Regions from separate parts of the Mus musculus genome. Here region 2 is linked to region 1. A link is a contact called in public HiChIP or PLAC-seq data. All regions are on one chromosome and are shown on one strand. The core of a region is the stretch at or near the end of the contact, and the rest is flanking DNA. Distances in the headings are between cores, read along the strand shown.

The links. HiChIP or PLAC-seq counts read pairs in DNA pulled down with a chosen protein or histone mark.
Region 2: an H3K4me3 HiChIP or PLAC-seq map of the SCID.adh cell line shows a contact between it and region 1, with 9 read pairs. The contact joins the promoter of Lrp10 here to the enhancer-like site in region 1. A contact is called at or near these places in 8 of 39 promoter capture datasets (the 3T3-L1 cell line, cranial neural crest, embryonic stem cells and 4 more), 1 of 484 Hi-C or Micro-C datasets (the N1E-115 cell line), 5 of 115 datasets of contacts at active chromatin or transcription factors (the SCID.adh cell line, effector CD8 T cells, embryonic stem cells and 2 more) and 4 of 9 other capture datasets (adipose tissue, embryonic stem cells, liver and 1 more).

The regions. Positions count from the first base shown.
Region 1 is chr14:54,149,655-54,155,710 of GRCm38.p6, reverse strand. It overlaps Tcra, Tcrd and the pseudogene Traj61. Among named protein-coding and RNA genes, the nearest start is that of Gm30275, 27 kb to the right of the region's middle. Within about 2 kb of position 3,345, at least 11 of the 459 cell types and tissues checked have an H3K27ac peak or open chromatin away from gene starts, as enhancers often do. A contact at or near this core is called in the SCID.adh cell line, where this site is marked.
Region 2 is chr14:54,460,743-54,466,798 of GRCm38.p6, reverse strand. It overlaps Lrp10 (low-density lipoprotein receptor-related protein 10), which reads right to left and starts at 2,652. Exons shown (of 7, transcript NM_022993.3): 1 at 2,188-2,652; 2 at 1,851-1,895; 3 at 1,090-1,225. The coding sequence starts at 2,224.

The DNA of each region.
Region 1 (6,056 bases), core at 2,096-4,595:
CCATTCTGTTCTATAGATGATAAGAAGGCAACTCTTGGTGCCTCACTACTGACCCAGATCAGAGAAGGAGAGCTCTGGGGGCCATAAAGTAAATGAGGCAGGCCAGGCTTCCCTTTCTACTACACAAAGACACAGAGTACTTCCTTGGGTACCAGGAGCTCACTCAGAAATACCATTCTTCAGACACTTTCTCTCTATGGATTTAGCTTAGGAAAACATGCAACTGGGGAGATAACTCTTCCTACAAAGTGAGTGAACACACACTAGAGCCAGTCAGAAAGAACACTGTTAATTACCTGGTGTTGAAGGTTACCCATGTGATGCACATTTTTTCTTTCTGAAGCCACATCACTCAGGGCCACTGTTAACTATGTCCTAGGCTCACGACAAAGTCCACTACTGTTCGTTCACATCCCTGGTCCATTGACAAAAGCCTTTGCGTCTCTTGGGACATTGACAATGTCTTTTTAGAAATCGGCCTGGATGATTCGTGGGAAAATTGTAGGTTGTTAATAAGTATTTGTTAAGTTGAATTGTATTAAATATCCATATTTTGTTACTATTCCTGAAGGAACACTTCCATCTCCCTCCAGCAATTTTCAGGTAGAAAAAAAGTAATTCTGTCAGATGTTACTTGCTGAGTTTCATGAGTCTTCCAGTCATGGCTCCAAAAAAAAAAATGCCAATTTCCTATTAATTCTGTACCCACAGAAGTGAGCACCTTTACAAAAACCTGCCGTCAGCTTGGTTCAAAGGCAATGACTTTGCTCTTTCTTCACTCCAAAGAGATACTCCGTGTTCCTCAGAGAGGCCCATCTTCCCTGAGAAGGGACTGCCTTCCTTTCCTCTTTTGGAGGAGAAGTAGGGGGGAAGAAGAGTTCATTTTAGGATAAAGATGATAAATAAGATTTCAAAAATCTTATCACACCAGGCAGTTTTTTTTCCTTCCAAATTGATGGCTTTGCCAAAGGCTGTTTTCAGCACTCCTCTCTCTCCAGATGCAATAATAACTGGATTTCAAGTTGGCATCTGGACGTGGACCTCCAGGCTCCGATGAGTTGCACACATTAAACCAAGACATTCTGTTACCCTCCAATAGAGAAACATGCCTTCCTTTCTCTTCTTGCTGGGCAATGGGAGAATTCAAGCAGCATGCACTCGGTGCTATAAACTCTTAAAGTCTTGGGACAGGATCACTGTTCTATATAGTGGGACTCTGGAGTGAGAGCCCTGGATTGCCAAGTGCAAATTGCTCACTGGGAAGGTAAAGACAAATTTACTCAAGGTCATGTAAGTAGGTTTGAATCATAGCTAGGATTAGAATTCAGGGCTTTTGGGTCCTAGTACTGCCGTCTGCTTCTCCCTTCACGTGCCACAAGAGAACAGGACTTTTCCTGGGCACTCTCTCCCCACAGAAGCTATTGGCTGGCCCAGGGAATGATTCTCCCTCTTAAATAGTGAATATGGCACAGTGAAGAAGGACATGGCAAATGAGAGATAAAAAGCCTTCATTTATTTCCAATGCTGCAGGCAATAGCAATTGATAGCAAGGGAAATGGCCCGTGGGATACCCAGGGAAGCCAAGGAAAAGACAGAGATGGAAAAATTTGCCCTTTACCAAAAGGATAATCCAACAGAGAGTTGGCTCTGATTAGTCTCTCTGCAGGACTTAGAGGGAAGGACACCTCATGCACAGAAGGTAAATACATAATAGTGTGGTCCTGCTTCCTCCTCTCACTTTCATCGTGTGAATAGAAGAGCTCTCTTTCTCTCCGAGTGTAGACAGGACCCAAGAATGCTTCTTACCAGTGTGCTCCAGGGAGCCACTACCAATTGTCAGCTCTTCATAAGTGAGATGCAACCTGTTGGGGCTTGATTATCAGAAGGATAACTGTGAAATAGACCCCACAGATGGCTGAGAATTCTGACCTGCAGGAGTCAGTCACAGTCCCATCAAAAAAAGGTATCACCGACTTGGTTGAGCCAGGGCTGTTCTTCCCACAGGCTGCTCCAGAGATGGCATCCGTGACATAGTAGAATGTCCCATAGCCCTCAGAATGTTTTTTAAAAGCTTTATAGAGAGTAGCACTAGGGAAACATCATGGTAGAGTTCTTCATCCTTATTCTTGCCCAAATCCGCAAGGTCTTTCTTCAAAGCAGGAGCCTTTGCATTATCTCTGCCTGCAGATGTGCTGGTCCTTGTCTTTCGTTGGTGTACTTCTTCGTATCCATTAAGCCAGGTTGTCCCCAGGAATCTTGGAATGGAAGGTGCCACAGGAAGACAGGGATGTCAAAGCTCTTTTCTGGACACTTGGCCCACACACACACATTCCAAATGCTTCTGAGATTTCCATCTTAGACACATATCTGAGTATTCCACAAGATAGCTAGTGTCCTGTATTCATCATTTTGTAGGGAAAATATCCACTTCTCTGGGTCTCTTAGAGTACTATCTCTTATCCTTGAAGCCCGTCCTCTTTTACTGACTGGTGAATAGTGAGCTCATAGGACCAATACAGAAGCAGGTATCAGTCTCGGGGATGATGGGGAATGGAGACAGAGAACAGCTTTGAGATCAGCTGTGAAAAGAGAGTGTTTTCCTTCTTTGACCTATTTTTTTTTTTGAACTCCAGTATGACCTGTTTATGGAGATGGGCTAGTTAGAGCAGCAGGGGGCGCTGTGAGGTCAAAAAACAAAGCCACCCAGCTCAAAGGACACTGGAAGGAAGAACAAACATCTCTCCCCTGTTTTATTAACCACATTTGTTCTTTGGCCATTTCATACATATCTACAATGCGTTCTGATTTCCTTCACTTTGCCTTCTCTATCTTTCCCTTCCTCCAGCCATCCCCCTTCTGCCTTATCGGTCCCTTTCCCATGGTTATGACTTTGTGTTTAGTTTTGTGTTCCACTGAGTAAAGCCAGGGCAGGGCCATCTGTGTGACTATGGGTATGGAGCTATCCAATGAAGTCTGGTTATGATGAGTGCTGGGTACACATATGAAGATAACCGTACCCCAAATCCACCATTATCCAATAGTTCAGCAGAGGTAGGGCCCCAGGAGATCTGTCCTTATCCATGATTGGCAGGCTCAGTGCAGGCAACTGCAGCTGCTGACTTCCTGATTACAATGGCTGGGTCACAATCAGACAATAGTATTTTGCAGCCCTTCTCTCTGTCTTATGGTTCTTGCATCCTTCCTAACTATTTTAGTAACAGCGGTTATCAAGACTCAGACAGAAGGATAAAGGAGGTTTGTTTACCCCTCTTGATTGGTGGTTTAAAGCTAAGGAAAGTCAGGCCTGGTTTTTAGGTTGCTGATGATGCCTGAAAACTTCCAGTGACCTGAGAGCTGCTTGCTGCACACAGCAATGCCCTAGGGAGATGGTTAGAGCTCTTGAGAGCATTAAGTCAACAGTGGGCTACAAAATCTGGACAGAACTTTGGGCTCACTCAGTCAAATAAAAGTTACAACCTTTGGGAGGCCTAAGAACAGTGGGCATAAAGACCAGTTTTGCATGTTCCTCAGGCTATTTGGGTTTTTGGGGAGAAGATAGCTGGCTCAAATCTCTGGGGAGCGCAGTGCTCTATGACAATGTGTTTGCAGCACTGACAGCATAAAGAGAAGATGTTTTGGGCTAGTGAGATAACTCGGCATCTAAAGGCCCCTGCTACTCAGCCTGATGGCCAGAGTTTTATCCCCAGATCCACAAGGTAGAAGGAGACAATAGAATCCTTCAAGTTGTCTTCTGACCTCACATGTATGTTGTGGTTTGTGGACAACACATGCTAGTATGTTCAAACACACACACATACTCACATACACACAAACACATACTCACACGCATTTGAAAATGTGAAAAGATATTGTCTTTAGATTTTTTTTAAACCATTGATTGATAGAACAAGTCTTTAGCTAAATTTAGCAGCCATTTTTTCCTATTTAACTAGCATTCTCTCTGAATAGTTTTGAGAACAATGCCCTTAGGGCTATATTAATCTGTGTTTGATAAGTAGGCGCTGGAGGTGGTATAGTCCTGGCAGGGTGTCTTCAGAAGCCTCGCTGACTTACTGTGTGACCTTCTCAGAAGTGCCCTTTCTGAAGAATGCCTTTCAAGAAAAGTTAGAAGGACATTGGAGCTGAGAGATGTCACTTACACCACCGGCACAGTGTCCAGCACCTGACTGTACGTGTCTTGTGTGAGGGCCTGTGGAGCCCATGTCTGTGTTCTTGGGTGTGGTCAGATGTCCCTGAAGTTGGGCAATAGGAGGAGTAGTCAGCTATTCATCAAGAAGATGGTTTAGTCTAGGGCTGGGCTGGGGACCTGGATGCTCTGAAAATGACTTCTGTCAGCAGGGGCTGGGTGTGTGCAAGGATTCTTCCAAGTGGTAGCCCCTGAGAAGGTGAGCATCCTTTTTCCTCTGAATCTTCCTCTCCAACATCCAGGGCATCATCCTTATGGATGCTCACAATGGGTTGCTGGTCCAGGTGATATTTTTCTTGAGAACTCTGCATGCCCGTGGTTGCATGGAGATACAATTCAGGAAGTCAAGTGAAAGTTGAGTTCCAGATAAACAATGAATACTTCTTTTTAAAAAAATGTACAGTGATGTTCCAAATATAGCATGTTCCAGACATTTGAGGTAACCATTGGCTGTTCTCTTGTATTTTTGTTACTCCCCCCTCTCTTTCTTTCTGTCTCATTTTCCCCCTGGAGATGGAGCCCAGAGCCTCATGTATGCTAGGCAAGGGTCTTACTGATGAAACACCCTCTGCCGAGTCCCACTGGAGAACTCTTCAGTGAAGCAGTGTTCTTTTACTGCACATCTATTTACTGAAAGACAATGAACTGGGGGTTGGGATACATCAGGATCAGTGAAAAATTGAATGTTGTCATTAGTTTGTGTGCATGTGTGTGTGTGCATATGTGTTGAGATGGAAAAAAGTAATTTTTTTTTAACAAATCTGGTATCAAGCTGAGGGAAAATTTCAACACAGATGTAATCAAGGGTGGCAACGAGTAAGTAACTAATTGGAGTGGCTGGGGACACTGAGCGGAGCTGAGGTTGCTGAAGAACGAGGTAAGGGTTTTAGATAGCTAGAACAGGGAGGCAGATGGAGGACGACAAGAAAGGCTATTGCACCCATGGCAAATGGAGAGAGCAAGCAATAGTCCTAAGGCAGGGTAAGAGGCAAGAGTCAGAGCTTTGCTGGGTCTCAGAGACCCAGGCAAAGAGGAGCAGTTAGCATTATAAAGACCCAGAGAATGGATAGTCCAGGACAAAGGGTGAAGCAAAGGGACCAGTTAGGACTAAGTAGTGATCCCAGTAAGAGATGGCAATGTTTGCATGAGGGGGCAGCTGGGATGGGAAAAGCAGATGAACTTGTGTTTAGAAATGCCAACAAGCTGGGCCGTGGTGGCGCACGCCTTTAATCCCAGCACTTGGGAGGCAGAGGCAGGCAGATTTCTGAGTTCGAGGCCAGCCTGGTCTACAGAGTGAGTTCCAGGACAGCCAGGGCTATACAGAGAAACCCTGTCTCAGGAAAAAAAATGTAAACAGGTCTTACTGATGAAGCAGGTGTAGGGAAAAGGGAGGAGAGGAACCTTCGAAGATACTCGTGGGGATTGTAGTGAGTTAGTGTTTCTGAGTCCAGAGCAAGGCTTCCTAAATTTTTGGTGCATGTGAATGAGAGAGGATGGCTCAGGGGCTCCAGACACCCCAGGCGTAGGAGGCTTCTCATAACAGTAACCCAGCAAGCTTGTAGCTCACTCATTGCAGTTTACCTGCCCCCCAAGCTCTCTTTTGGGCAGGAACTTTACAGCTATAGCCAAGTGTAGGCTCTACCAAGAGACAGGGAACCCTGTCGGGCATTGCAGTGAACACTGCCAGGCTCAGCAAGCACCACCCCAAGCTTTAAAACCAAAGGCTTCTAGGGTCCTGCCTGCCCATTTTTCCATCCTTACACAGAGGGACTTACTAATTTATTTTCCATATTGAATACTATCTACTGATTCCATTTATTGAGCTCTACAAAGTCAGATACAAAGACAC
Region 2 (6,056 bases), core at 1,403-3,902, 310 kb before region 1:
TCTCATCAAGTGAAATGTATGAGGCAAACTGCCAAATGACGTGGGCCCCAATGAGGAGTCTTAGGGGTACAGGGCTGGGATTGTTGCTTAGAGGTAGGGTGCTCTCATCTAGGATGTGTGAACCCCTGAGTTGTTTCCCAGTACTGAAAGCAAAATAAACAAAACAAAAACCACCAAAACCACACAGAAACCACAAACAACAAACCAACCAAATGAAAACCAAAAACCAAAAAATAAGAAAAAAGAAAAAGGAATACTGGGCATAGTGACTCCACAGGAAAGCCCAAAATCTGGGAGGATGAGATGGAGCTAACTTAATACCAACCTGCTGGGCTGCACAGTGAAATTCTGTCTCAAAACCAGAAAAAGGGGAGGGGGATGGGCTAGAGAGCTGGTTCAGCAGTTAAGAGCATCGAATGCTCTTCCAGAGGTCCTGAGTTCAATTCCCAGCAACCACATGGTGGCTCACAACCATCTGTAATGGGATCTGATGCCTTCTTCTGGTATGTCTGAAGAGAGCAATGGTGTATTCAGATAAATTAAATAAATAAATAAATCTTTAAAAAAAAAAGGAGAGGAGAGGAGAGGAGAGATAAGGGGAGAGGATGTGAGAAGAGAGAGGGGGGAGGGGGAGGGGAGGGGAAAAGGGACAGGGGAAGAGGAGAGGAAGGGGGAGGGGAGAGTAAGGATGGAGTAGTGCAATGCAGAAAGGCAGACCCAGAGAAGGTTTGTTTTGCTAGAGACTGAACCCAGGACTTCTGCACACTCCACACAAGCATTCCACCAATGAGCTAGTAATACAGTCCCAACCCTGAGGAAGGGACTAAGTTGATTAACAACTAGGCCACACTATGATTCAGGGACTCATCACAAGTCTAGCTGAACCCAGAATAATTTCTAGAGTCCTTTTGAGATGGACAGTCCCCAAGCTAAATATCCACCATAGCTAAGCCTTTACAGCAGACCCAGACAAACCAAATTCTCTTCTGCTGACAAGGATGGTAATATCATAGAAAGGTGATCAAAGGCTTTTTCAGAGGGAGAGGGAAGGGGCAGTAGAGAGAAATGGGGACTTGCCTTATTTCTCACCTGACAGTTACTGTCTGATCCTTGCTGCCCAGGATAACCCAGGTGCAGTTGGCAGGGGAGCTTCGGCTGTCCCGGCCTAGAGGCCTCTGTAAAGTGCCTTGTACTTCTGAGAGCACAGCTGGGGGCGCCTCACAAGCTAGAGGGAGAAGGGGGGGGAGACACTGGTAGAGTTCTTTAATATTCTTCTTCCCCTCTGAATGCCTCAAGATGGCAAAAATCTCCACCCACCAGTTACAGCCAACTGGTCCCTCTCCATTTTTTTTTTTTTTTGGTTTGTTTGTTTAAAAACAAAAACCTTTTGTAACCTAGGATATCCTCAAAGTCACTATATAGCTGAGGCTGGCCTTGAACTGATTCTCCTTCCTCTGCCTCTCAAGTGCTGGGATTATAGGAGTTGACAACCCTACTCCTTTTCCATATTCTTTATACTTCATCTTAAGTATTCACACTATAAGTAATGTTACTGTAGGCTTTGTGCCAGCCACAGGGTCAGTTGGCAGAGAAATACTGTTTCTACTCTCAGGAAGACCTTACCCTAACTAGGGAGACAAAACACGGATATTACACATAAAAAAACGAGATGGTTCTTAACAACTACCAGGTGCCAGTTCACATTGAGCCTCAGTTTCCCCTTCTGTAAAGTAATGGATGATACCTATTCTAAAATTACAGCAGACTCCAGGATCCAGGGGAGAGATTCTTTTCTCTAGGGTGCATCTTCATTCCCATGCCCCAGAACCCTAGGAACTCGCTTTACTTACCAGAACGTGGGAAAGTGATCCGGTCTGGGCGGGCCAGAGCACCTCCTAGAGGGGGAATCGAGAAAGGGCAGCAGAGAGAGTCAAGTTTTCTTCACCTGGGCAACTCCAAGGGGAGGCCCATCTGAGACTTCCGGACAGTTTATAGGAAGGGGTAGAGGAGCCGGAAGGAGGTGCGTGACCTCGCCGAAAGGTCGCCTTCCCTGGCTGTGAGTGGGAGGGACAGTGTGGGACAGCCCGAGAGGAGGCCGAGGCTCGACGGGGCGGCGGTCGCAGGGGTCGTGGGTCACCAAGGAGGGCGCGGGACGGCGGGCAGTGACACCGGGGCGGGGACTCTTACCGAGGAGGAGGAAAAGAAGAGGGAGGGCCGATAGCATCCTGGGTTGAACAGGGGTGCCGGCAGGGTCCCGGGGCGCCTCTTGTCTACCTGGCAGGAAGCTCCTCGCCGGGTGGGGGCTGCATAGCCCCGGTGCGACCCAGGCTCGGGGTGCCAGGGCTGGACGCACGGCGGAGAGGAACAGGCGTGACGCCTCTTGCTAACTTCAGAGTTGATCGCTCCTTACCAGTGCCCGGCGGTGCTCGCCCGGAAGGCCGCGAGCGCCCCGGCCAGGCCCGGCCGCACCTGCCGGGCTCGACGCTGCGTCCTCCGCGGACCAAACTTTGTGGACTGCCCGTCCCCGAGCCGGCGTGCGGCTCGGTCCCCGCGGCCCTTAGGGGACGGCGGCTTTGCACAGCTCGCGGTGCCCCAGCGGACCCCGGCCGAAGCCCAGCAGCCGGCGACGAGGGGCGCGGCCAGCTTGGCCCCACCCCTGCCAGTCACCGCGCGGCCACGCCCACCTGCGCTCAGCTCCTTTCCGGGTTGCTTTTGCCGTCACGCTCCGGATCGCCCTTTGGCTGCCGCCTGCGTTATCTTTCAGATGTGTCTTGTCAAAGGATGTCTGCTTTTCCCGCCGTAACTGCTACGTGTCTTTGGACCCTTAAATCCTCAGTACTTTTTCTTCACCCAGCGCCTTAGATCCCGTAGCGCTTCTGGTAGTAAGCCTTTACTGAACCAATTACCAGGCGCTATTATAATTATCTGTTACAATGTTTATTCATCACTCCCGCCCCCGCCTCAGCTTTGGAAACTGACACTTCCTGTAGGCTGGGGCCTAGACTGGGTACCTTTGTCCCAAGAGTGTTGCTTGCTCTCCTGCTGAGATGCAGTGATCTCTACGAATGGTAAAGACATAATATGGCTTCACTTGCTGGATCCGTGAACTTGAGAAAATTACTCCTCCGTTCAAGCAGTCCTGTAAAAATTGAGGGTCATGATAGTGTGACTCCCTCCTATGGTACTTGTGAACATTTAGGGTAACATTGTAGATTGAGCCCTAAGCACGTTGGCAGACATAGGAAGTGAGGTGTTTCTATCTGATAGCAACAATTATTCTCAGTTACAGGGTAGTATTATTAAATTTTGTGGGTTTCCGGTTTCCTGTGGCACAGGTGGGTAATATTTACAAAAGAATAACAAGTTGAATATTTTTTTTCACATTTCAGGCTTATACCTAAGTACATTTAGTATACATATAGTAAATATTTAACAGCGAGATGTTTGTTCCTCTTGTCAACAGTCCTGTGAGGTAGTCTATGGTTACTTCCATTTTACAGATAAGGAAGTGCTGGCATGGAGAAGTTTAGTAATACCTTCCCCAAATCTGAATATTCAAATCTGAATGGCTCCCACTGTTTTAAACAATTTGAGCACCAACATAGTGCCACAGGTGGGAAATTCCATACAGTAAAACTTTGTTTCATCTTCAGCATTGCTAAAAATACTTGATTAAATTTATCATCAGGCTACTTGTGATGTGTATATGAAACATGAATAAATGCCATCTACCTGTGTGCTGTGGCATACATTGCAACTTGTGTGTGTGTGTGTGGATGAATGATTAAAATAAATGTCAACAAATATTTTCAGTGCTTCTAGAGAATCACTCACCATCTGCTAGGTATTAATCATAGCATTTTGCATATATTATCTCACTGAAAGGTGACCACACCTCTGAGAAGTCAGTGTTGGAAACTGAGTCACAAATAGTTGAGATACCTTGTTTCTAAATCAAACTCTTGGCATATAAAAGAGCTAGACTCAGACAACAAGACTCAGTCAAGTTGTCTGGACCAGACTCCCTGCTGCTAGAGATGACATGGTAGATTCTAGAATCCTCAGATCAAAGACTTTGTTTGTTTTTGAGAGGTCTCTTGTATCCTAGGCTGGCTTTGAACTCCTGGTTCTCTTGCCTCTACTTCCAAGTGATGGCATCATAAACCCGTCACCATGTCCAGCTGGAACAAGAATTTTAACACCTGACTACTTTCTAGGATAGATTTTATGTAAAAACAGCTGGTCATGTTGGTGTATACCTTTAGTTTCAGCACTCAAGGGTTCAAGGCAGGTAGATCTTTACGGGTTTGAGACCTGTCTTGTCTACCTAGTAAGTTTCAGGCAAGCCAATACTACACAATGAGGCCCTATCTCAAATACAAACACACTTGACTGTTTGTAAATAAGGAACGAGGTTATCTGCCAACTAGTCACCTGTATTGAGATTTATTGCGCAACTTTCTGCAAACTACATTTCCCAGGTTCCCTTTCAGAATAATCTCAGTGCAGTCTCAGCTCTTGGGGAAGATTGGGATGAGGAGGAGGAAGGAGGATCCGGGATGTGCCCTACACCCCTGCTTTAACTTTGGGTGGGGCAGGAGCTATCTCTCTGCCCTGGTTTCAGCTGTGGCTGGGTAGCTTAACCTCTAGCTACTCAGGTTCTCCCCCTTCCTTCCTTCCTTCCTTCCTTCCTTCCTTCCTTCCTTCCTTCCTTCCTTCCTTCCTTCCTTCCTTCCTTCCTTCCTTCCTTCCTTCCTTCCTTCCTCAGCTTCTCTTGACTTTCTCAGCATCTCCTTTCAGAATTTTGGCAAATTTGTCTTATCTGTACATATTTCTTCCATGTACTCCCAACTTATTTCTCCCCAAGATTTATTTATTTATTTATTTATTTTGGTTTTTCGAGACAGGGTTTCTCTGTGTAGCCCTGGCTGTCCTGGCACTCACTTTGTAGACCAGGCTGGCCTCGAACTCAGAAATCCTCCTGCCTCTGCCTCCCGAGTGCTGGGAATAAAGGCGTGCGCCACCACTCCCGGCTCCAAGATTTATTTTTATGTGAGTATGACTGTGTGTGTGTGTGCCATGTCATGTCATGTCATGTCATGTCATGTCATGCCATGTGTAAGTACATGTAGAGGACATCAGATCCCCTGTGGCTGGAGTTAGCCTACAATTGTAAGTTGCTAGATGTGGGTGCTGGGTACTGCCCTCTGGAAGAGCAGCAAGCACTCTTAACTGCTCAGCCATCTCTCCAGCCCCCCTTTTCTTAGTGTTTTGAGGCAGAGTCTCATATAGCCAAGGCTGACCTCAAACTCCTCATCTTCTGTCTCTACCATCCCAGTGCTAAAATTAAAGACATGTCATTACTATTGGATTTTCTTAATAAAAATATTGTATCATCCCCCCACCCCCGTGTGTGTGTGTGTGTGTGTGTGTGTGTGTGTGTGTGTGTGTGTGTGAGTATATGTGGTGGTGTGTGTGTAGGTCAGGGACAACTTTTGGGAGTTGGATCTCTCCACCACTATATGAGTTCCAAGGACTGAATTAAAGTTCATTGGTGCCGCCTTTACCCGTTAAGCCATCTTCTTCTCCACCTATTTGTTTTCTTGTTTGTTCATTTACCGTGTGTGTGCCCTGGAGTGCATGAGCATACATGCCTATGAAGATCAGAGAACAACTTTCATGAGCTGTCAACTCTCTTCTTCCACCCTGGGAGTGCCAGTGATTGAATTTAAGTTGTCAGGATTGGTGGCAGGCATCCTTACCCACTGAGCCATCTCATCTGTCAAACTCGTTTTTCTTTGTAAAAATATAATGCTAGGCTTGGTGGTGCACACTACCAAATTTAATCTCAGCACTCAGGAGGCAGGTGGAGGTGGGTGGGGGATATCTGTGAGTTCAAATCCAGCCTGTTCTACGTAGAGAGAGAGATCTTGTCTAAAAACAAGAATATTCTGTATTTGTTAATATAAAAGACAAAGCAGCCAAGTGGGTGCTGGGACCTGAACCTGGGTCTCTACAAGAGCAGTCAGTGCTCTTAGTTACTCCAGGTCCCCCAA